Regions from separate parts of the Mus musculus genome. Here regions 1, 2, 3, 4, 5 and 6 are each linked to region 7. A link is a contact called in public HiChIP or PLAC-seq, Micro-C and promoter capture Hi-C data. All regions are on one chromosome and are shown on one strand. The core of a region is the stretch at or near the end of the contact, and the rest is flanking DNA. Distances in the headings are between cores, read along the strand shown.

The links. Promoter capture Hi-C pulls out the DNA fragments that hold promoters and counts their contacts. A called contact is a pair of places that touch in the nucleus more often than the background predicts. HiChIP or PLAC-seq counts read pairs in DNA pulled down with a chosen protein or histone mark. Capture Hi-C pulls out chosen DNA fragments and counts their contacts.
Region 1: a contact with region 7 is called in an H3K27ac HiChIP or PLAC-seq map of large pre-B cells, with 4 times the contacts expected there. The contact joins the enhancer-like site here to the promoter of Nup133 in region 7. A contact is called at or near these places in 1 of 39 promoter capture datasets (cranial neural crest), 4 of 115 datasets of contacts at active chromatin or transcription factors (bone marrow-derived macrophages, embryonic forebrain, embryonic hindbrain and 1 more) and 1 of 9 other capture datasets (embryonic stem cells).
Region 2: a Micro-C map of embryonic stem cells shows a contact between it and region 7, with 3 times the contacts expected there. The contact joins the promoter of Egln1 here to the promoter of Nup133 in region 7. A contact is called at or near these places in 1 of 39 promoter capture datasets (liver), 1 of 484 Hi-C or Micro-C datasets (embryonic stem cells) and 1 of 115 datasets of contacts at active chromatin or transcription factors (astrocytes).
Region 3: a Micro-C map of embryonic stem cells shows a contact between it and region 7, with 5 times the contacts expected there. The contact joins the promoter of Gnpat here to the promoter of Nup133 in region 7. A contact is called at or near these places in 2 of 39 promoter capture datasets (both in liver), 1 of 484 Hi-C or Micro-C datasets (embryonic stem cells), 1 of 115 datasets of contacts at active chromatin or transcription factors (astrocytes) and 1 of 9 other capture datasets (adipose tissue).
Region 4: an H3K4me3 HiChIP or PLAC-seq map of bone marrow-derived macrophages shows a contact between it and region 7, with 5 times the contacts expected there. The contact joins the promoter of Arv1 here to the promoter of Nup133 in region 7. A contact is called at or near these places in 5 of 39 promoter capture datasets (the 3T3-L1 cell line, cranial neural crest, liver and 1 more), 2 of 484 Hi-C or Micro-C datasets (bone marrow-derived macrophages and embryonic stem cells), 9 of 115 datasets of contacts at active chromatin or transcription factors (the NIH/3T3 cell line, astrocytes, bone marrow-derived macrophages and 6 more) and 2 of 9 other capture datasets (embryonic stem cells and liver).
Region 5: a promoter capture Hi-C map of liver shows a contact between it and region 7, with 2.1 times the contacts expected there. The contact joins the promoter of Trim67 here to the promoter of Nup133 in region 7. A contact is called at or near these places in 1 of 39 promoter capture datasets (liver), 1 of 484 Hi-C or Micro-C datasets (embryonic stem cells) and 1 of 115 datasets of contacts at active chromatin or transcription factors (stem cell-derived neural progenitor cells).
Region 6: a contact with region 7 is called in a promoter capture Hi-C map of adipose tissue, with 4 times the contacts expected there. The contact joins the promoter of 2310022B05Rik here to the promoter of Nup133 in region 7. A contact is called at or near these places in 4 of 39 promoter capture datasets (cranial neural crest, frontonasal cranial neural crest, hippocampal neurons and 1 more), 5 of 115 datasets of contacts at active chromatin or transcription factors (astrocytes, embryonic stem cells, memory CD8 T cells and 2 more) and 1 of 9 other capture datasets (adipose tissue).

Annotation. Positions count from the first base shown.
Region 1 is chr8:124,699,207-124,702,451 of GRCm38.p6, forward strand. Ttc13 (tetratricopeptide repeat domain 13) reads right to left here. Exons shown (of 23, transcript NM_001373939.1): 5 at 450-515. Among named protein-coding and RNA genes, the nearest start is that of Gm30273, 8.2 kb to the left of the region's middle. Within about 2 kb of position 1,970, at least 94 of the 459 cell types and tissues checked have an H3K27ac peak or open chromatin away from gene starts, as enhancers often do.
Region 2 is chr8:124,947,804-124,950,877 of GRCm38.p6, forward strand. Egln1 (egl-9 family hypoxia-inducible factor 1) reads right to left here and starts at 1,451. Exons shown (of 5, transcript NM_053207.2): 1 at 430-1,451. The coding sequence starts at 1,251. Gm46060 (a long non-coding RNA gene) reads right to left here and starts at 422. Exons shown (of 2, transcript XR_001778719.2): 1 at 1-422.
Region 3 is chr8:124,860,827-124,864,297 of GRCm38.p6, forward strand. Gnpat (glyceronephosphate O-acyltransferase) reads left to right here and starts at 2,207. Exons shown (of 16, transcript NM_010322.3): 1 at 2,207-2,486. The coding sequence starts at 2,412. It overlaps 2810004N23Rik (RIKEN cDNA 2810004N23 gene), which reads right to left and starts at 2,203. Exons shown (of 7, transcript NM_025615.2): 1 at 2,059-2,203; 2 at 120-445. The coding sequence starts at 2,146.
Region 4 is chr8:124,720,530-124,723,488 of GRCm38.p6, forward strand. It overlaps Arv1 (ARV1 homolog, fatty acid homeostasis modulator), which reads left to right and starts at 1,637. Exons shown (of 6, transcript NM_001368372.1): 1 at 1,637-1,813. The coding sequence starts at 1,655. Ttc13 (tetratricopeptide repeat domain 13) reads right to left here and starts at 1,443. Exons shown (of 23, transcript NM_001373939.1): 1 at 1,208-1,443. The coding sequence starts at 1,433.
Region 5 is chr8:124,790,862-124,794,333 of GRCm38.p6, forward strand. Trim67 (tripartite motif-containing 67) reads left to right here and starts at 2,158. Exons shown (of 10, transcript NM_198632.2): 1 at 2,158-3,472. The coding sequence starts at 3,040. Gm46059 (a long non-coding RNA gene) reads right to left here and starts at 1,526. Exons shown (of 3, transcript XR_001778718.2): 1 at 443-1,526; 2 at 1-280.
Region 6 is chr8:124,662,113-124,665,361 of GRCm38.p6, forward strand. 2310022B05Rik (RIKEN cDNA 2310022B05 gene) reads right to left here and starts at 1,257. Exons shown (of 4, transcript NM_175149.4): 1 at 736-1,257. The coding sequence starts at 1,071.
Region 7 is chr8:123,947,485-123,950,722 of GRCm38.p6, forward strand. It overlaps Nup133 (nucleoporin 133), which reads right to left and starts at 1,781. Exons shown (of 26, transcript NM_172288.2): 1 at 1,514-1,781. The coding sequence starts at 1,692.

The DNA of each region.
Region 1 (3,245 bases), core at 720-3,219, 750 kb after region 7:
AGTAAGTTCCGGGACAGCCAGGGATACATGGAAAATCTCATCTCAAAAAAAAAAAAAAAAAAAAAAGAAGAAAGAAAAAAAATCAAAATAAGTAAATAATAATAAATGTCACAAAGTTTAAAAAAAAAAGTTCTTTCATCCCACCCGCCGCACTGTAAAAGGACCCCAGGCTGGAGGGTCCCACTGTGACAACATATCCTTATCTCAGTGTGGTCGGGGAATGTTCTGAGAACACAGATCTCTGGCTTTTCCTGTGGCCAGCTCATCACTGACTTGGAAGACACAGGGGAGCCTGGTCCTCCACCTTCTAGGCATGGCACCTGGGGTGATCACCCTTCTTTGCCATCTGTGCCCTGGCAGAGCTGACTGAATGAGAAGCAGTTCAGACAAAGGCTTGGGTGCGGCAAGCCATGTGGGCGAGGTGGCAAGCGTGACTAGTACATACTCACATGTAGTCCCTTCTTTCCATAGGCTATCCCTCGGCCATAAATTGCACTAACCAGATCAGGCTCCTCCTAGTCAGACCAAAACAGAAACACGTCAAAAACTAGAAACAAAACAAAACAAGAGTCAGTTTCTGCTTAAAGCTAATTAATACTTCAAGAGGCAGCTCTGTATCTTTACGCTACTGTGACCCTTGGTGACGCTGGAGTCCCAGACCTGAAACCTGTCATGAGGAAATGTGCTCAGGAAGACTTAACTGCCCTGAAGGAAAGAGGGGAGGGACCTAGCACTGCCGAGCTATCTCACTGCACACTCGGCCTCCTCAGCCTCTCTGTGACTGGCACAGCAGCAACCACATCGCACAGAGGACCTGGGAGCTCAGGGATCGGGGAGGTGGGAGCGGGTGAATCTGGGCTGCCATGGCTTAGCCTGATGAGGCAGAGTCCTCTCAGCCACAGGGAGGGCAGCAATGCACTCCAGAATGTGCTGAGGAGTCATGGGAATAAGATATCTGACTCATATCTCTCCAATTTTTCCACTACTACCTGCAGTCCCTCCACAGAGGCCCTGCCGCCACGCTAGAGGTGTGATCTCTCCTCTGGGTGGGTGGAAGGAATACCAGCTTACACTGAGCCTCTGCCTCAGCCATCTCCTTTCTGGATGCTTTGCTACAAGGTCCTGGTTCAACTTGAAGAGCTGCACAGAACCACCCTGGGCTGGGCTCGTCACAGGGGACTACACTGCTCAGCCTTTGACCCGAGGCCTATGTCTACCCACACTACTAACAAGAGCACGTCCACACCTGTGCTGGTAAATGCAGACAAGTGAAGGGGAAGACACCATGCACTCAATTCTTAGAGCTGCTTACACAGGATGAGGACCTGTGGTCCTGGGGCGGAGACAGCAAGCTGCCACACTATGCATAAAGTCACAGAAACTCAACCCCAATAACTGTCCTGCTGGTTTCTCCTGAGGCCACTGGAGACACAACAAAGTCAGGCCTGTGATCCGAGCAGTAGGGAGGACAGGCAGGAGAAGAGTGAGTTTGAGGCTAACCTGGGCTTTATGGTAAGGACCTACCCCAAAACAATGGCAACCCAAAAGATCTGCAGAGAGAGGCAACAAGAACAGGCCAGACTCTGGTGAACTCCTGTGGCAGAAACCTGCTTGGGTCCCTCCTGGCTTCTTAACCTGTTGTCTGTAATCACTGTGCACCTACATGAAGATTGTGTATCTGCTAAGGAGGAAGAAGGCCAAGTGACAGGGTCACAGGGGAGTGCAGGTTCTGATGACATCTTAGAGCAATCGATGTCCCTAGGAGGTGACTACAGGCACTGTGTGCACAGGAGAAACTGCAGAATAGCAGAGACACTTGTGACAGAGGTGAAAGCCACACATGACCCCATGTTCCTGAGAGCATGTGTTCCTTCTGGTTATTTAAAACAAACACCTGTGTAGTCATCCACAAACAGAAGACACATTGTAAGCAAGACATACTACAGGAAACCAAGAAGAGCCACGCCTTTCCTGTGAATAATGAACCCCACGCTCAAACAGGAAGGAAGAGCGGGCGCTGCTGAGGGCACACAGGTGTGGAAGGGAACTGCCGTGGTGCGGGAGGAGGAGAAAGGCCAGAGGACCAAAAGGAAAACTGCCTGCCCGTGTCAGCAGAGATTTCAGTCCAGAGGTGACGTGAGAACAGAACAACAGTCTGGCCTGGAGAGGGTCTGGACACTGCTCACCTCGGTCTCACAGGAGCCCTGGGCTCCTTGCACTTGGGCTCAGATTTGGTATGGCTCAAATGTACCAAACAAACAGCTCTTCTGCAATGAACAGTTTACTGTAGGTGACCATAAACGGAGTCAGAAACAGGCGGAAAACAGTTATTCTATAGATGTGACCAACTTCACCTGATGCTGAAGCTGGCTCTCAGCGACACACACACACACACACACACACACACACACACCCCACACCATACCACACACACACAATGACCACCATGCCTCCTCTTGAAGAATCCGTCTGGCTCGTCTTTATGCTTTGTTCACCGGGTTTCTAAAGCTGCCCCCCTGTCTTCTACATTCTTCTCTGTGCCCAGATGTCTGGGTGTCCCACTCACCTGTGCTGTCACCCAACCCTACAATATTGTACTTCACACTGCCACCAGGATGCATGAGAGCCCACCACAGTATGTAACACATGTATGCGCATGCAGACATACGTGTGCACATCACATGTGGGGCCCAGGGAAGAATCAGTGGGTCAGACACCCGTGCTGTCTGCACGTGCTCGGTCACTGAGAGCTACAGCAGCGAGGCCACGCTGTGGAGCCCCACAGAAACTGAGGCCTCTCTCTGACCTCATTGCTCACCCTGTCCCTTCTCCCTTCCACACTTCCACTCCATGCTCAGAAAACCAGAACTACTTCCCAGCCATTTCCCAGAAACTAGTCTGGCCAAGAGTGACACTGTATGCTCCCAGTCCCCCGTCCCCAAAGAGGTCTTTCATGCCAGGACCTTTCCTGACTCTCTCCAGAACCTCGGAGTGAAGCATGGTTTCTCTTCCTCCACTACAGTGTGCTGTGTGGGCAGCAGCCACTCTGTCAACTTGGAGCCTATTCTTGGTGAGTCAGACTTCACACTAGTGGACCATGCATAGCTGCAGCACTCCTGCTGTGTGTTAGGAAGAGCAAGCAAAGCCAACACGGAAGGAGAAGGATTCTTGCCAAGGGATCACACACATACACAGGAGCAAAGTGAGTGAGCAGACAGAGTACAGGCAGATCCCCAATGGAGGAG
Region 2 (3,074 bases), core at 201-2,700, 1.0 Mb after region 7:
CGGTAGGGACAGCCAGCAAGATAAAGCTACACGGGGGAGGGGAGCAGGCCGCCAAGCTTTTCCTGAATACAGGGAGTTTTCCGACCACAGGCTTTTAAATGAACCTTTCTGGGGGCAGCTGACAGAGTCCTAGCTAAACACAGTGTCTGGCTCTCAATCAGAGCCGGGTGCGCGCTAAAAACCGCGGGGCTTTTAACTAGCTCAGGCACACAGGCAAGATAAGATGCATCACCCAGACCCGGTGTAGCTGGTACCCCAACGACCCCCACGAGTGACCAGGGCTCCGGCAGGCTCTGCACTGTGCACTGTGGCAGACAGTACAAGGACAAAAGGAGCCACGCTAAGACAGAGCGCCGGGCCCCGGGTCTGCGGGGGCGGGGGGTGGTCCTCACAGACCCTCCTCCGGTCGCAAGAGCCCCAGCCACTTACTTTCGTTCGGCCGTTTATCCTGTAGTTGCCCAGCTTCCCGCTGCAGTGGCGGATCAGGTCGTCCATGCTGCTCATGAGCAGGCCGATGGTTTCGCAGCCGGGCTCTTTGCCCTCGATCCAGGTGATCTGGTCCCCCCGGATGTCCTTGGAAGAGTCACTCTTCTGGCTGACCAGCTGCCCGTCCGTGAACTTGCCGGTGTCGTGCAGGGCGCGCACCTCATCGCCGATCTGCTGCCCGGTCTCCCTGCCCAGGAAGTCGTCCACCACGCAGATGCCGTGCTTGTTCATGCACGGCACGATGTACTCCAGAGCCAGCTTCAACGCGGGCAACGGCTTGGTCTGCCCGTTGGGCCGCAGCCCTCCACCGGGACTCAGCGCCTCCCCGGGGCCGCCACCCGCTGGGCACAGGCTGGCGCGCTCGGGGCCCGGAGACCGGCTAAGCGGAGGATCCTCGGAGCCGGGCTCTGCTGGGCCGGGGCCGCTCCGGGCCTGCGCCGCGTCCTCCGGGCCCGGTACGCGCGAGGCCGCCGCGCTGTCCCCGCGCCGGGCCGCCCCGCCGGCGCGCGCGGCTCCGGGGGCCCCACCGGGCGGGGGCGCGACGCGGGGCTGCGCCGGCGCGGGCTGCGCGCGGGGGGCCTCGCCGCCCTGGCACACCAGCTTGTGCTTCTTCCAGTCCTGGCGCTGGTGCTCTTTGCAGCAGTAGAAGGAGCTGCGGCAGCGGCCGCAGCGCAGCAGGTTCTCCATCTTCCCGCACAGCTCGCAGTACTGCCGGTCGCGCTCGCTGGCGCTCAGCACGCCGGGCCCGCCGCTGTCACTGGCCATGGCCGCGGCAGGGCGGGCCGCGGGCCGGGAGCGGGGCGGCGGCGGGGCCGTCGGGGCGCCCGCCCGGGGCCGCCGCCCGCTGCGGGAGGCCGCGCGCGCCCTGGCCTCGCCTGCCTTGCCCGGGGCCGCCTAGCGCCGCATCGCGCCGGAGAGAGCGCGGCCTGCGCGGCGCACAGCGCCCTGGGCGGGCGGGCCCAGCCGGCTGCGTCGGGGCGGGCGGGCAGGGCGCGGGCCTGCGGGCGCCACTCGCTCCGCGCGCGCTGCACGTACACCACGGCCCCGGCGACCCGGCGCGCGGGCGGAGAGGGCGGGGGCCGCGCGCACGCGGCGGGCCGGGCCTAGCGGGCGGGCGCGCCGCTTCCTCCGCCCTCCCCTCCTCCTCGCGGCTCCGCCCGGGGCGCGCGTCGCCGGCCTGCGCGCGCGCAGCTCCACCTGCCTGTCCGGGCCCGCCGGCAGCGCTCCGGGGCTGCCTCGGCCACCTCGGTCCCGCGGAGGAGGAAACGGAAGCTCAGACGGCCGCTGGGCCGCTCCAAGCTCCGGGACGGCCGCTGCGCGCTCCCGGTCTGCTGCTCCCCGGAGGCCGCGGAGGGCACAACAAAGGCCCCCCGGGCAGCCTGCTCCGGGACCGGCTCCTGCAGTCGCCGGGCCTGGTTCTGGCTTTGCTTTGTTTTTGCTTTTCTGCGGTCCTTAAACTCTTGAGATTTCTCCCGGTTCCGGTTCGAGACCTCTGGGTTAAGTAAGGTAATCAGGGCTCGGTTCCAGATCCGCATTCAGGCCTGAAGCTCTCAAGAGCATAGTCCGTGAACGAAGCTGCACAGGGAGTTAAAGTCTCACATTAGAATCTGCCAATAGTGTCTGCAGAATTATGAGGATTATTACGGGCTTTCTTTGTTGTCTTGAGACGCAGCCCGGTAGTCCTCGGAAGTAGATTCTCCTACCTCTTCTGGTCAGTGGTAAGGTGATTAGCGTGAGCCCTCTTTGCCAACTCAGTTATCTGCATTTTGTTTGATTTCAGTGTTGTAAATTGAGACGAACACACTAGTTGCTGTTTCTTTGTTTTTATGAAACCTTCAAACCTCATAGAGCTTGGCACGGTGGTAAACGGCTTTAATGCTGGCACTCAGAGGCAGGAAGATCATTGTGAGATTGGGGCCAGCCTGGGCTACAAAGTGAGTTCCAGGATCAAACGCACTTGCACACACAGCTCAGAGAAACAAACCAGAGACTGTCGGTTCCACGTGTGATTTGTAGTAAGTAACTAGTGGGGCCGGGGCAAGGAGAATGACGGGTATATTTGGAGCTGCAGAGAGGGAAGCAAGAGCTGTACAGGTTGAGGACCAACCTGCTCTATGTGGTGGGTTCTGGGACAGCCAGGGCTACGGAGTTCGACATGGTCATACAGCCTCCAAAACAGAAGGACCTCCCTAGGTGCAAACATTTGTCATAATGTACACACACGGTCGTATACTTGAGTGTAGCCATTGGGACAGACAGCCGAGAATTTAAAATTGCTGTTTGGATGCCAGGGGGAACACAGAAACGGGAATTGTTAGCTCTGCCATTTGAATGAAGTTGCAAGCAAACAACTCCGAAATGTAAGAGCGACAACATTTACACGCATACACTTTGAGAATAATCTTGAAGCTGAACATGGTGGTAGCACACGTCTGTAGTGCCAGCTCTTGGGAGATGGAGACTGAGTTCATCTTTGCTTACACAGAGGCCACCCCTGACTACATGAGCTCCTTCCCAGTGCAAAAATACAAAGCCATTTTGATCTGGGGGTGTAGTTCAGGGGTACAGTGCTTGCTTGCTGTATGCAA
Region 3 (3,471 bases), core at 957-3,456, 910 kb after region 7:
ACCTTAGGCCCACACGATGGGTAAGATGCTAAGTCCTGTGAGTCATTGATCAAATGCTTGGTCCTGAAGGAAGCCCTGGGGCCCCAGGTTCAGTCTAAGGCCACTGAAGCATCCATTACCTTTGCCGGCTCATCTTCATCTGACTTTAGTTTTCTCTTTTTACTTTTGCTTTGAAACTCTACCACTTCCACTAGCTTGCTGCCGTTCTTTGGGGGAGAGAGGGAGACTGCAGTAGTGACAGGGACTTCTGAAGGGGCAGCGGGAGCAGACTGCAGTTCTTCTCTGAGCTTCTGGAAAAAGCTGGAAGCACTCTTCTTCTGGCCTCGTACAGGAGATCCAGGCAGGGGAAGCGGCTCTACTGCCACATCTTCTATAGTCTCTGAGTCTCTCTTCTTTGCTTTCTTCTTTCGGATCCTTTTCTGCTCTGTTTCACCTTCCGTCTCTCCTGTTCATTTCAACATTAAAAAAAAAATTAAAAATCATCTTAGTTTTAATTAATGCCAATACTGAAGGAATGCCACTTTGCATGGGGCCCAGACACAGGCATCCACTCATGTACACAAAGAAACGAAGTGCTTAGGGCCAGGTCTCATGACTTCATGATCTCCAGGACCCACACGGTGGAAGGAGAGAACTCACTCCTGTGGGAGGTGTTTTCTCACTGCATATGGCGGGGTTGACACACACCCGCACATACATAAATAAATAAAGTAACCGGAAACCACAAACACAGGCAACACTTTCAGAAATCAAAATCCTGCCTTCCTTCCCAGATAGCTGCATACACCTCTGACCCTTAGTAATACAATTACGCTAGTCCTCACACCCGGTGCCATCAACGTCATAGTTCCCAGGACCATGTTAAAAGCATTTGCCTCTATACTAGCATGTCTTTTTACCACACTGCAGGGTTACAGGTACATGTCCGGGTTCTTCTTGTTTTCCTTCGGTTTTGGATTTAAAGGGAATCCAGCTAAACTTTAATTGCTTTAATTTGAATACCTTTACTTTCTACTCTATTTCTCATCTTCAGTTTGTTTCTTCTGCTCAGACTCTCAACAGTGATCTGAAATTTCAATCAGGCGTCTAAGCCTCAGTACTGACCTACAGTATGGGCCCAGGAGCTTTCTGAATACTAGCTGTGTACTTGTGGCCAATGTAACTCTGCCAGTATAGATATAAAAATGAATAGGTAAAGTCCAGGTAGCTGGGAAGTAACTACCGTAATGAATTCCTGCATGTGTGAATATCAACTGTATCTAGGATTTTAAAAATTAGTCTTAAAACTTGTGAAAGTCAGCCAGGTGGTGGTGGTGGCGGCGGCGCACGACTTTAATCCCAGCACTTGGGAGACAGAGGCAGGCGGATTTCTGAGTTCGAGGCCAGCCTGGTCTACAGAGTGAGTTCCAGGACAGCCAGGGCTACACAGAGAAACCCTGTCTTGAAAAACCAAAAAGAAAAAAAAAAAAAAAACCCAAACAAACAAACTTGTGAAAGTCGGAGGCCAAGTGTTGTCGGTGGACACAAAGAACCTAACACAGCGCAGAATGTGACATCAGGCCCTAGACCTTGAGACTCGAGCTCTTAAGGAGGACCTTTATGAAGATGTGTGTACATATATGGGTTGCTCTGACAGTTAATGAGGGAAACACACAAAAATGCATGTACATGTACACCTGGTACGTTCTTCCAAGTTCTCAGCTTGCTTTTGCTTTTTAATCGTGTAAGTGAGCTTGGAATTTTGAGCAACCGCTCCAAAATAAAAACAATACAGCGTTTGTTACGTGTCTGGTTCTAAAAGTCAGGCAATCAACGTGAGCTCTTCTGCCTGCCAGTGCCTGTCCTTCTGCGAGTGGCCTGCCTTTAGTAACCATCTCTGATTTTATTTTCCTGCACAGTGAGAAGGAGAGCAAAAGGTCGGCCAACAAGTGGGGGAGAAGGTCCCGGAGAGGGTAGCGCTTGCGGACATGGCTCCAGGAGACCACGTGGGCCGTGGTCCCGCCGCCTCGGGATGCGTTTCACTGTCTTTGGCCGCCTCCTCCCAGGAGCTACGCTCACCCAGGTCGTAGAGGGTCCGCAGAACGGCGTCCAGGAGTGCCTCCGAACCAGGAGGCTCAACGGAGTCCGAATCGTGCTCCGCCGCCATGGGAATCAGCACGGAGACCCCCCCAGATCCCGCCCAGTGCCCACCACTTCCGCTTCCGGCGCGGCTTCTGCGCGTGCGTCACGGTCCCTGCGCGGCCTCGGGCCTGGTTAAGATGGCGGTGCCCGGGGTCCCGTGCAGTGGCCGTACGGAGTGCCACTGTCCTGGGCAGACGGGAGCCGCCCCGTGCGAAAGAACCGCCCCCAGCGGCTGCACTACAGCCGTGTAGCAGACCAGCCCAGGCCCCGCCAGGGACGGCAGCCGCGCCATGGACGTTCCTAGCTCCTCCAGCTCCCGATTCTCGGTCGGCTCGGCCAGCCCTAGCAGTGTGCTCCTCTATGCGGTAGGCGCCTGGGAGGACCAAGGCCCAGGGCAACGTCGCGGGAAGGACAGTCCCTCCCCGATCCCTATGTCCCCAGCCCACGACCCTTGCTTGTCTTAAAGAGCGGGTCCTAACCCAGTTGGGTACGTGGCTTGGTATCCACGGCAACCATGTGTCTGCGCCTCGGTTAACGCGTCTGCTTTTACAAGTTTGTATCGATGGCGGTCCCTCTGTCCCTTCTCCCCGTCAGGCCGGGAGCCCCCGCACACAACATGAGGGGAGCATTAGAGTTCTGCCTGTTGAGTAGTAATCTTAGTCCTGACCTAGCCCGAGAAGACTTTTGGGTCTCCACCTCCCGCCTTCTCCCCAGCCCTCTACCTTAAGTATTCCTGAGAGAGAAAAATATTCGGCTACAATATGCGCGTAGAGTTTTTTTTTTTAACTCTTACTTGGAACCTCAGGAAATTACTGTCTTCTATTCGTTATGTTTGCACAAGTTTCTGAGTAGGATACCCATTGCCACTGTTTTCTGTCCAACTTACCTTCTACACTACCCCCTTCCGCCCCCCACTTCCTTCCTCTTCTAGTTTTAACTGGTGGTTTGCCCCGTTTGGTTTCCAACAGAGTGTTGGTCACTTACAATATTCACGAGCAATTATCAAGGTGGAGACTTCGTGTGCTTTCACTCCGTGGGTTTGCACAATTACGGGTGGGGTGGGGTGAGAATTTGCTTATTTTTATGTGTATGAGTGTACCTGCATGTGTGTATGTGCACCACGAGGTGTCTGGTGCATCAGAGGCCAGCTCTGGGAATTGAGTTACAGATTGTGAGCTGCCCCAATGTGGTTGCTGAAGGAATGACCCTTAACCCTTGTGCCATCTCTCCATCCTCGGGGGAGAGTTAAAAAAAATCTTAATTAATTATTTTTGAAACAAGATTTTCTTGGTTTGTTCTCTGGCTTTGGCACTAGCTGTGAAGCCCCAGGCTTTCTGGATCTTGCATTCC
Region 4 (2,959 bases), core at 387-2,886, 770 kb after region 7:
ATTTGTGAGACCTGAGAGGTTCTGGATATCTAGAGCAGACCATTGTGTTGGTGGTATGGGGGCTGTAAATACTGATGAGAATAGCCCCTCGGCTATGACACGCTTACTTGCCTGTCCTGAATTTGTCCCCACAGTCTAGGACAGGTGCCTGAGGTAAGCGTCACAGAGTCCAACTTCCATGTAATCGTCCAGGATTGGGACAAACAGAAGAGAGGCATTTCCTACTAAGAGCCTTTGGTGGTTAAGACAAAATCTGTCTGTAAAGTTGAGCATGGAAGCTCACACTTGTAAGCCCAACTTGGAGGGTTTGTAGAGAAGGATCGTGGTAAATGCAAGTTCAAGGCCAGCCTGGGCTCAGAGAGACCCTTTCTCAAAAACAAAACCTCATAGTCAAGTAAACGGAGTCTCCTATTTACAGACAAGTTCACAGACAGGTAACCCCCTGCCCTGAATCAGGAGGTGACATTAACAATGGTCATTCGATTCACTAAGGAATGCTGGCCACATCAGCTGCAACAGTGTTGGGAGGCAAAGCCAAGACACAAAATAAGTCCAAAAGCCATTCCAAGAAGTCAGATGGTGCTCAAAGGAAGTCAGATTGCACTAATCTTGAGACTGCATCTCAGCTAAGAAACTAGGTAGTGTTTGGGTAGGCATATGGTGCTGAACATTGGTGGGATGTTTTAAAAGGCATTATCAGCCAGCTGCTACTAGGTATAGAAGACCCAGACCTTCCCCACGGCAAGTCGGAGGGACACCCACTGAGGGGAAGGGAGAGTGGAGAGGGTACTGATGGGTAAAAACGCCCACTGTACAACTCAAAACAGAAAGAGCATGTGCATTTTGCCCAGAGCCTGACCAATGAATGAGCCTGAGCAGCTGGAATGCACGCAGGAATCAGGCCTGAAGCTCTCTCTCTACCGTTGGGGGTACATCTGAGGAGCACGGGTCAGTGCTCATGTCACCCCGCAAATCCAACCTGCTTGCACCTCTCAAGATTGGATTCCTGAGGTGGGGATCGGGCAAATCACCTACCGGAGCAAGCAGAAAGAAGTCTGACTTCCTGGCCCGTGCACGCCAGCAGGCACCCTCCAGGCAGGTCCTTATCCCCGCCGCCCACCTGAGCCCATCCCCGGTGCCCCCACTTCCCAGATGCTTCCACGCTGGGCAGGGGCGGCCCAGGGAGAGGGCGGCTCGGCCCACTCACCGCACTCCGGGTACTGGTCCGCCCAGTCCCCCGACTGCGGACAGCCGCCGCCCGCCGGGGCCTCCTGCTGCTGCCGGTGCTGAAGCTCCTGCTTCAGCAAGGACAGCGGAGAGTAGTGCTCGGTGGCCCGCGCGCAGGCCAGCGCCCCCAGCAGCAGGAGCAGCGGCCGCACCACCGCAGCACCCAAGCTGCCCGAGCAGCCGCAGCCGCAGCCGGCAGGTGCCATCTTCCCGCACGGCGCAGGCGCGGCCCTGCTCTGCCCGCCGCGGGCAGGTGGGCGCGGCGCGCAGCCGCAGTACCCGCTGGGAGTTGTAGTCCTCGCCCTGTTAGCCTCAAGCACTCATTCAGCGCTTGGACTACAAGTCCCAGTAAGCCCTTGGGTGCCCCTCCCAAGGCCAGTCCAGGCGTCTTCCGCCAGCGGCCGGAAGCAGGAGCCCTAGAGTGGCCATGGGGACCGGCGGGCGTAGGGGGACGCGGTCCGGGAAAGGCACGGAAGGCGCAGCGGCGACTTCTTCCTCTTGCCTGTATCGTTGTATCGAGTGCAACCGAGAGGCTCAGGAGCTGTACCGGGACTACAGCCACGGCGTGCTCAAGATAACCATCTGCGTGAGCGCGCCGGGGGGCGGGGCGCGGCTAGGAAGGCGGATCCGAACTTGCTGTGGTCCGGGGCGAGGCCTGGGAGCTTGAGCACGTGGGGGAGGAGTGGTCCTTGTGATGGTGTGAAAGAGAAAGCAAGGATGTGCTTGAAGACTGCCTAGGCCATAGATGTTCTAAGACTTGTGGCACCCAGGAGTGGTGGCGCATTTCTATGACTCCAGCACTCCACTCGCATGCCAGGCAGGAGGAGAATCACGAGTTGGACTCCAGCCTCGATTGCCGCGAGAGAGAGAGAGAGAGAGAGAGAGAGAGAGTGTGTGTCTCAAGCGAATAAACGAGTGATGGAGAGAGATGTGATTCACTAAGGAAATAGGAATTGTAGCAGGAAGCGTGTCATTCTCTTGTTGATCCTGAGGAGATGGAAGCAGTATTTGAGGTCTGGTACTGTAGAGAGTTCTTAGAAGAAAACTGTGTCTTATCGGGGTACTTGTCAATTTAATAGTAAATAATACAACAATTTAACCGAAATGGAAAGCATTTACCACGGCCGGGGATGTTGCTCGCCATGTAGGGCAGCCTTAGATTCCGGCTCCAGCACCACGCCTGTAATCCCTGCAATTGGGAGATGGAGGCAGGAGGTCCAGAACAGAAAGAGAGGGAGGGAGAGAATGAATGTCTCTCTGTGTGTTTCCTCTTTATACTCTTAAGTGAAGGCAGGAGGAAGCAGTGGAGAGAGTTCTGGTGGGAAAGGACTCACTGATTCATCAGGTCCACTGATGGAGGAAGTCAGCGTGCTCCCTATGTGAGGATGGATGGACACAGGGTAGTAGAAGGAGGTTCTTTGGGTAGAGGTCACTGCCTCTCATTGTAACAGTCTTCAGATGGCAAGATGGCATGCTGTCTTAGCCTTCTAAACTGTCAGGTCCCTGAGGTTAGAGGATTGTGAGTGGCTCCAGGTGATTAGCTTCTTGGAGCCCATGAAGTTCTGGGGAAGGAGAGCTCTTGTCCTGTCGCATCTACAGCACGAACATCTGGCTGATAAGTGATACCGAAGGAATAGGAGGAGTTTTGTGTTTCCTGATGCTGGTCTTTCCCCTCCTGCTTCCAAATTTGTCTGCCTCCTTGTCCTGACATTTGGGATACTGTCCAGAAGTG
Region 5 (3,472 bases), core at 908-3,407, 840 kb after region 7:
AAGATGCCCGAGTGTTCTGTTTTGAAGGAAAGCAAAAGAGGAAGTTTGCTTGTTTCTTTGTGGCTTGTCATGGTTGGTTTGTTTGCTTGTGGAGTTAGGGTCCCACTCTGTGGCCCAGGCTGTCTTCTCATCACCACTTTCCAAGTCCTCAGATTTCACGTGTCTGTTGCTTACTATAGGCCAAGCTAGGAGTGGTTTCACAGTATGTCTTGCATGTGCAGAGACACACACGCTTGGCTAAAAGTGCCACCCTGTCCAAGCCTAAGTAGGCTACCCAGGTCTGAAAAAGACAAAGAGAAACAGGAGTCACTTACTGTGCTTACTATAAAATCATGAGGTTTTTAAGAGATATGAATTCCAGTTGGTCCCAGGGCAGACTGAGCTGGGTAGCTGGGTTCAGCAGAAAGGATTTATTTATTTATTTATTTATTTACTTACTTACTTATTGATACAGGGTTTCTCTGTATACCCTGGTTCTCCTGGAACTCGCTCTGTAGACCAGGCTGGCCTCTAACTCAGAGATTCACCTGCCTCTGACTCCTGAGTGCTTGGATTAAAGGCGTGCACCACCACCTTCCAGCTTCTTGAAGAGCTTTCAATAACCCAAGTTGTGACTCTCCTAGACCTTAGGATCAATAGTGACTTTCTGAAGAATTTCTTTTTTTCAGTGTATTGCTGGCAGGACCAGGTGACTGAAGCTTCATCTACAGAGAGTGGATTAGGACAGTTGCCGCCTCCATACCCACCCCCACCCCCACCGTGCAGCACTGCTTCCTGAAGCAGGGCTAATTGGGATGTCCGGTTTAGCAGGAGCCTACCCTTAAACATGGAGCCAGACTTCTGTAAGCCATTCAGCTGAACTGAGATGCATAGAAAGTAGTCCAGAGCATTTACTGTAACAATTTGGCACGGACACATATATATATTGTTATAGTATTTTCCAGACTGGACAGGTGGAAGCAAGCTGCAGGACCCCGGAAGTCCTGTAAAGATATGGGCTTCACTGGGGTGCTTTGCAATGGCTTTCCTGGTGACCTCCCTTCCACCAGAGGTTCTATCCCTTAGGCACAGAGCCAGGCCAAGGCAGCTGCCTCATTAGTCTGTGGCTTCATTTCTCTCCTCCTGCTATCTTTCCAAATGCTGACAGTGGCTGGGGCCCTGCATTCCTTCAGCAGGAGTCTGCGCCACGGTTGCTGTTTTTTTTTTTTTGTTTGTTTCAGTTCAGCAGAGTCTTACTATGTAACACCCAGACTAGCTTGGAAATTACTATGTAGCCCAAGCTGGCCTTGAACTCATAGCAATCCTTCTGCCTAGGCCTCCCAAGTGCTAGAATTACAAGCACGAGCCAGCACGCTGACTGACACATCCTTTCTAAATCGACAATTTCCTTGTCTGTTCCAAGCCAGCTTGAATCGCACAGGAAGAGAGGGCCGCGTGGTGCGCATTTCGCTCCACGCGCTCTTCCCTTCCAGGGCTCGCCCTTAGCTCTATGCCCAGCGCGTACTTCCTTTCTCTGGGCAGCCGGCACTACCCAGCGCAGAACAGCGGGCAGACGGCAGCCAGGCGCGCGGGCGGCGACGTTGCAGGAAGCTCCCATTCATAAAGAGAACACCTGCTCGCTGCCTCCCGCCTCTCCGCACTCGCGAGCAGCCTGGGGAGGTTGTATTTGGCAACCTTCACCGTGTCCTCGCCAAGTCCTCCGGCCCTCATCTTCCACGACTAGCCCCAGTAGAACCAAGGAGACAAAAAAAAAAAAAAAAAAAGGCTTGTAAAAAGATGCATAAATCAAACCTCGCCCTTTGGCGCGAGGCTGTCCGACATTTTGTGCCTTGAAAGCTTTTTGCGGGGAGGAAATAGATTTAGGAACCGACTGTCGCGCTGTGTTGCGAGGCCTTTTTCAAGCGACTGGCCTTTTAGGGACCGCTGTTTACGCTTTCATGGTGGCGAGGAGTGGGCAGGGCGGGAGCTGGCCAGGGTTGCTCTGGCAAGCTGGGCGGGGCGCCGTGCTAATTCACCGTGCAGTCTCCATCCGTAACGGAGCAGTTCTCCACAATGATCCTCCCCACGAAGCCCTCCGACCCGCCCCTGACTGCCAGCCGCGAGAGGCGAGCCCTCATTCGCTGAGCTGACGCCTGGCTCCCCGCCCCCCGCCCCGTTACTCTCGCTCTGGAAATTACAACTCCTGGGCGCGCGGCACGGCGGGCGGGCGGGCGCGGGAGGCGGTGGGGCCGGGAGGGGGATTCCCGAGCCAGCGGGTGCTCGCCCCCCACCCGCCGCTGCAGCGTGGCGCGGCCAAGGTCAGGGGCGCTGCAGGAACCGGAGCCGGCGAGGCCAGCCTGGGACGCTGCTCAATACCGGCCTACGAGGAGGCAGCTCAGAGAGCAGCGGCCCGAGCAGCGGTACGGCGACGGTCTCCGGGCCGGGGGATGCCGAGGTGGCCGCGGCTGCACAGCAGCCTGGCGGAGGATGCGCGCGGGAGGGGGGACGGGCGCGGACTCCGGGCCCATCCTCTCGCGGGCGCTGTCCGCCGTCTGGTGGTGCTGAACCAGCCCTGGCCCCGCCACTCGGGCACTGGCCAAGAGCTGGGTAGGGGCGGGGCGCTCGCAGAAAGAAGACTCGGGGCAGCGGCGCTGCGGAGTCGGGCTCAGTAGCCTTGCTGGCTCACAGCAGCGGGTCACTGGTCCTTCGTGGAGTGGAGGCACGAGGTACCCCGGACGGCGCTACTGCTGCCTATTCAACACCTGGACAACCTCGGAGGCCACCGCGAGGGCTCCCCGCCACCTTCAGACGGCTGCCTCCGGTGAGGGAGCCTCGCCTTCAGGAGGTGAGGACCCCTCCTTTCTCTGGCGGCCAAGCGTCTTAGGGCGGTGGCCTGAGGACAGAGAGGGGGCGTGCCACCCTCGGGTGAAGACAGCATGCCCGTGAAATACCCCCGCCTCCTGACTCAAGAGCGCTGACATCGCCAGCCCAGCTGCGCTTGTCTTCGGAGCCTTGACCATTCTTGGCTGGTCCCGAGCGGCTCTGGCCGCGGGCGCGGCGATGGAGGAGGAGCTGAAGTGCCCAGTGTGCGGATCCCTGTTCCGGGAACCCATCATCCTGCCCTGCTCTCACAATGTCTGCTTGCCGTGCGCCCGCACTATCGCGGTTCAGACCCCGGACGGCGAGCAGCACCTGCCCCCGCCGCTCCTTCTTTCGCGAGGTGCCGCCGCCGCCGCAACCCCTCCGGATCAGGACGCAGCCGCCGGCGCGACCAGCGGAGGCGCGGGAGCTAACACAGCCGGAGGCCTAGGCGGCGGGGCGACCGGTGGCGGAGACCACGCGGACAAGCTGAGCTTGTACAGCGAGACTGACAGCGGCTATGGCTCCTACACCCCCAGCCTCAAGTCCCCCAATGGAGTCCGCGTGCTGCCCATGGTGCCTGCGCCCCCGGGCTCTTCGGCCGCCGCGGCCCGAGGCGCCGCCTGCTCCTCGC
Region 6 (3,249 bases), core at 7-2,506, 710 kb after region 7:
AAAAACCTGATTGAAATCTCATCCTTAACTGGTATTCCCTCCGCCTGGCACAACTTCTCCAACAGAAAAACAACAGCAGCAACAACAACAACAAAACTCTCCTAGCTTCTCCTCCCTGCCTCCACCTAAATGGACGTTCAGAACTCTAGCTGCTACCGATTTTGTCCTCCAAAACAAAGTTGAGTCCCTGAGGTACCAAGTCCATACTCTGGTGGCACAAAGGGCTTCAGGGAAACCATCTCTTGGTAAACCACCAGGTTTCTGAATAGTGCAGACTCCTGGGCCTCAAGAGCAAGGTCAGCCGGGAGCAATTCTAAGTAGTTATTTTCTCTTCCCCCAGTGTCTAGAGCCCAGGCTAGATAATCAGGCTTGCTGGAGGCATCTAAACTTACTCTGTGTTTGGGTGGGAACCGGGGCTCACATGTCAAACCCAAACACACTCTCTCCATTGTAGTCTACCAGGGACGTACCCCAGGGCAGCGGTGCCTGGCAGTCCCACCTTCCCCACTGAGGTCCTTATACTTAACACATGCCGGCCACTGAGTGATCAGGAACTATAGACATTTTTCCTGTTTCACATCAGAAAACTGAGGCTGTACGTCGTACACTCATCCAGGCTCGCTGGTTTCCTCTCTACTGTTCCCACTTTGTCTTTAAAGGTCCCTTCTCCGGGAGATTTCTGAACTCCCCCTCGCCGGCCACTCCGCCCTGGGTGGCCCGTCCCGCCGCACCCACCTCGTCGCCGAAGCGCACCAGCTTCTGGCCCGTGGGCCCGCGCAGGCCAGGGAAGCGCGCCGGGTCCCGCACGTCCCCCGCATCGGCGGCGGCCGCCGGGGCGCGAGGCCCCACCAGGCAGCGGTCGATGATTTCGTCCTGCTGCGCGGGCGGCAGCCGCGCCCACTCGGGCCCGTACTTCTCCCGGATCTTCTCCTTGTCCTGCATGATCTTCCTGGCCATGGGGCTCAGCGATGAGAAGTAGGTGAAGCGCTTCCGCTCCCGGTCGTCCAGCGGCCGGTTCCCGCTCATGACGGCCGAACGCGAGGCCGCGATCGCCGCCGCCATCGACGCCATACCCGGCCCGCGCGTCCCGGTCGGAGCGCCGCCTCCCGGTCCGCCCGCGCCCCGCCCCGGGGCTCCGCCTCCGTCTCCTCCCGGAGCGCCGTCCCTACCCCACCCGCTGAGCCCTCCTCCTCCGCCCCTGGCTGAGCACCGCCCCCAGACCTTCCCGGGACACCCTTCGTACGGGCCGCCTACGCCCCATCTGGTACCGGTCGGGACCACTAATCGTCCCTGAGCCCGGTCGGCACTTGAAGCCCCGCCTCCATCTGGAGCCCCGCCCCCACTGGAGCCCCGCCCCCGAGCTCCTCCTGTTATGGCCCTTCAATTTCTCCTCCATAGGACGCTTTCCGGGACCCTAGGGCATCTCTGGGGCTGCTACAGAGTCCCCCATACAAGCGCCGCCGAGATTGGAGATGACCACAGGGGTTAACTCAGGGCGAAGACCGCCATGGCGCCACGTGGCACTGATGACAAAGGAAACTTCCTCCTGCACGTGCCCAACCTGGCTTTCAATCATCCTCTCTCCTTTGCGCTCTCAGGCATTCATTGCTTTTTCAGGTTTGCGCTCTGTTCGCTGGGCGATCCACCACACTGAGCCGGGGGCTAGGCTAGGGCACTGACCCACCAGTTGTCAACCAGGAGGTTGGATTCCCGCCCGTGGAACTTCTTCTAAGCCTGGCATGGAAGCATCAGCGTGGGATACTAGCACTGTTTTGGCCTAGGCGGGAGACTCACGGCAAATTCAAGGCCAACCTGGGTTATATGGTACCATTATCCCCACAGAAAGAAAGACCCCTGCTAAAAGCATGCAGTGTGAGCGAAGTACCCCCTCTCAGAAGAGCTACACACCAAGGCCTCTTCAAACCCTCAAAGCCCTTGCTTTCTGATGCTTGCCACTGTGAGGCAGCAGTACACACACACACACACACACACACACACACACACACACACAGACACACACACACCAGTCTATTAAATCTCAGGACTCTGTCTTTAAAAATCACTCTTTAAAAAAAAATCCTAAGCAGGAATTAAAGAACTCTAGTCAGCAGCAGACGCTGGTCAGCGTAAGGAGCCTGTATTCCATCAGTTTAAGTGAGGGGACAACCCAAAAGCTTAAACTTCCAAAAATGGCCAAGCTAATCCTGGAATCTCAGAAATCATAAGAACTCCGGGAGGTTTGCTGACTACAAACAAACTGAAGAGGATGGAAAGTTCCCACAGGGAAGCAGATGTATCCCCAAAGGGGTCAGGCTTGCTGCTGAGACCACACGATTAAAGTTTAAGACAGGGCTGTGGGATGTTTGTGGCCCCATCCCACTCCCTGATTTTCACAAGACTAACAGGTCTCAGGTAAGCATGGTGTCCTATTCTGAAAAGCAACTAAATACCAACCGTGGCTTAGTTGTCTCTAAAGTAGCCCTTGTCTAACACTAAAGGCAAGTGCAGAAATAACTTGAATTCCCTGATATAAATGGAATGTCACAAATGTGTCAGGCTCTAATAAAATATATCACCACTGTCTTAGTTATGGTTTCCATTGCTACAACAAAACACCATGAGCAAAAAGCAAGTTGTGGAGTAGAGGGTTCATTCAGTTTACACTTCCCAATCGCTGTTCATCACCAAAGGAAGTCAGGATAGGAACTCCCACAGGGCAGGAACTTGGAGGCAGGAGCTGATGCAGAGGCCATGTTGGGGTGCTGCTTACTGGCTTGCTTCCCCTGGCTTGCTCAGCTTGCTTTCTTATAGAACCCAGGACCACCAGCCCAGGGATGGCACCACCCACCATGGGCTGGGCTCTCCCCGCCTTGATCACTAATTGAGAAAATGCCTCATAGCTGGTTCTCATGGAGGCATTCCCTCAAACAGGGCTCCTCTGACTCTGATGACTCTAGCTTGTGTCAAGTTGACACATAGAGCCAGCCAGTACAACCACCAAGACTGTTATCAGGTACTGGGGATGTGGCTCAGTTTATAAAGTGCTTGAGTAGCATGCACAAAGATGAGTTCCATCCCTAGTGCCCTGAAATCCAAGCATGGTTCACAGATGAGATCCCAGTACTTGTGTGAGGTCGAGGAAAGAGGATCAGATGTTCAAATCCATTCTCAGTCCGTTCAAAGCTAGCCTACATTACATAACAATTTGTCTCCAATTGTGTGTGTGTGTGTGTGTGTGTGTGTGTGTGT
Region 7 (3,238 bases), core at 531-3,030:
TGCTCTCAGCATCACAGTTACTCTCTGAATTATCACAAGACTTGTAGGTTCATACATTTTAATCATAAGTCTCTGTTAGACTCAGTATTTCCTGTTTTCATGCAGAAAAAAATTCACTTAAGATACACACACACACACACACACACACACAAACATACACACAAACATACACACACACACACACACACACACACACACACACATCACTGTGTGTCTCTGGTTGCTTTGGAACTATATAGCCAAGACTAGCTCTGATCCAGGGTCCTCCTACCTTAGCTTTCCATGTGCTAGGATTTTAAGTTGTGTACTACCATGTCCAGCAATACCTTTTAAAATAATTTTAAGGCAATAGTTGTCAGGTACTTTTGAGATTAATTTACTGGTTTTTTTGTTTGTTTTGAGCAAAAATGATGTATCAGAACATATATGCATCTTACTATCTTTTTAACCCATCATATATACATATATGTGTGTGTGTGTATATATGTGTATATATATATATATGATTGTATGATAGATAGATAGATATCGAAAAGCAAGTGCTCTTATCCCCAGAGCCATCTTTCCATCCCAGAAATTCACTTTTGAAAGATGAACAGAAGAAATTCTTCTAGAAAAAGGTAACCCAATTCTGAATTTTCGTGTTAATTACATTGAGGAGGGTAACAATTCTACTATACATGTGGACTTGGCAGCACACCAGCATCTTTAGTGAAGCACGCTCTCTCTCTCTCTCTCTCACACACACACACACACACACACACACACACAAAGTGCTTTTATGTAACCTAGTCACAACCATCACATTTTGTGGCCCAAGTCCTTTAACTGCCAATCAGTATGTAGTAATAAGCATTTGCTAGGCACTGAGAAAACATTTTTGCCAGGTTTGTAGGCTCTTACCATGACTCAGATAGGTGTACTGAATCCTGAGATGCTGAGATCCTGACTTAAAGCTGGAAGTGTTAAACAAAATGATGGTAGCCAGACAAGCTACTGCATGCTTGAAATAGAAGAATCTTAAAAGTGGATTGAGCAAAGTCAGCCTAGGGTACGTAGCATGGGCTGTCCCAAAGTGGACAGGACTGAGTTCCAGGCTGCATTCCTACACTATATCACAAAAAGACTACACCAGACCAAATGTTACTCGTGTCAAACGCCACAGAGTCAAACCACAACTTTAAACAAACAGCAGCCCGACACTGACCTGTGTCAACATAATAAAGAAATGACTTTTTAATCTTTACAATAATCTGAAGTATGTTCCTACCTTGCAAGCGTAGTGCTCAAAAGGTTCTTTCATTCTTTTCTGTAGCGCGGAGACAGAGTGAATCCATGGGTCCAATAAAGAGTTAAACAGAGAACGGGCAAAACGAGGGCCACCATTAAGCAGCGACAATAAAACGCGAGAATGACCAGAAGTACTTTCGAACTCTGCGGCAGCTTACCCCACTGCCAGGCTCCACCTCCCCGCTGTGGAGCGGACCCCGCTGGTCCCCGAACCCCCACTTACCGTGAGCTCACCGAGCTGCGCCGGCCTGCGGGCGAGAACAGCACGGGCGAGTTAACCGCAGATCCCAGAGACAGACCCCTCCTGCTCGCTCTAGGCGTGGACGTGGGCCCGATCCCGACTAGCGGACCGCGTCGGGTCCCCGGCCCTGGGGTTCGCGGAGAGGAGACGCTCGGAAACATGTTTGCAGAGAGCGTGGAGGAAGCGGCACTCGCGGGCTAATAGCGAGAACCTCGCGCGCCCGGAGCTTGAACACCTGAGGGGCGGGAAGGCGCCTAGAGATGACGTAAGGGGGCGCTCAGCGAGTAGGGAGGGGAAGGCGCATGGCAATGACGTCAAAGATCGGCGCCGAGACTCGGGGCAAGGTCGGAACTGGGAGCGCTTTGTTGACGTCACATCCAGTACCGGGGAGGGGCGGGGCAGGCGATTTGGAGTCCTGCGACCCGATTCACCGCGGTGGATCCAGTGCTCCGGACCGAGAGCTTGCCAGAAGCGCCGGTCTCCGGCTGGAGCTGACCCTCCGCGGCGAGCGTGGGCTGGGGAAGGAGGCGCCCGTGGGCGGAGCTGAGGAAGTCGCGCTCTGGGCGGCGGTGGTGTGCTCACAGTTTTTCCCAACCTAATTCAGATCGGTTCAGGCTTGTTCTTCGTTCGATTGTCTGGGCTCTGCAGCGGGTTGCAGCTTTTTGCTTTCCAGGCACAGCTTGCATTTTGATGGGTCTGTCCTACTGCCGGAGATTCGGAAATGACAGTGCCCCCAGTCCCCGGGCATGTTCACTCTCATCGCTGCCCCTGAAGTTCCAGACCCTAGTAGAAGCCGATAGCAGGCGTGCACACAGTTCTGTTAGTCCTCTGCGGCTGTTTCGGAAGACCGTAGTGTGTGTATGGGGGTGTCTTTTCCATTCTGCTCCCCACATTACTAAACAGTGAACTGAGATTAGCCCGAGGCTGTACTAGAGTTTGTAAATATTCAGGGCTGATAACTGCCCAGGGACCCTTGCTGAACTTGTGAGGTCCCTTGTTACTTCGGGTGGCCTTTCCTTTTCGGTTTTTTCATTGTGTCCCACTTAGACAACATTGTAGCCAGACTTTTGACCACTTTATGGGTTCCTATTTCTACCACTTGTCTCCCTCTCAACCCCCCAACACTAGGTAGGAGAAAGAAGGCTAGAGGAAAAGGGGGCTTCGATATCCGTAGACTACTTCCTGCTGATAGAGGCATCGAGTTCCTTGGGGCAGTTTTGATCTTTTAAGAGCTCAGAAAGCCAGAAGGAGGGCATTGGACTCTGAAGTTAGTTACAGGGGGGTTGTGCGCCACCTAGCATGGGTGCTGGGAATTGAACTCGGAAAAAAAAAGAAAAGCATTTAGAAGTAGCTACTTGAGCCAGGTGTGGCTGCACACACCTATAATCTCTGTAGGACCAGAAGTTGTTCAAAGCCACCCTGGGCTACATGAGACACTGTCTCAAATGCCAACAAACAAACCCAATTACCTGAGAGACCATTATGGACACAAGGTTGTTAGGCATATCAGAAGTAAATACAGTGGGAGGGGGTAGGGGGAGAGAGAACATGGAAGGGAGGAGTCATCTCTGCCCTAAGGATGAGAGAAAGCAGCTTTCCAGTCCACAGTCCAGGAGAAACGTGCGCATGCGTAATGGAGCCTTTAATTCTTGCAAAGTGCAGTGTAGGAGAATTTCGGTTTCTTTTTTGTTTTGGTTTGGTTTGGTT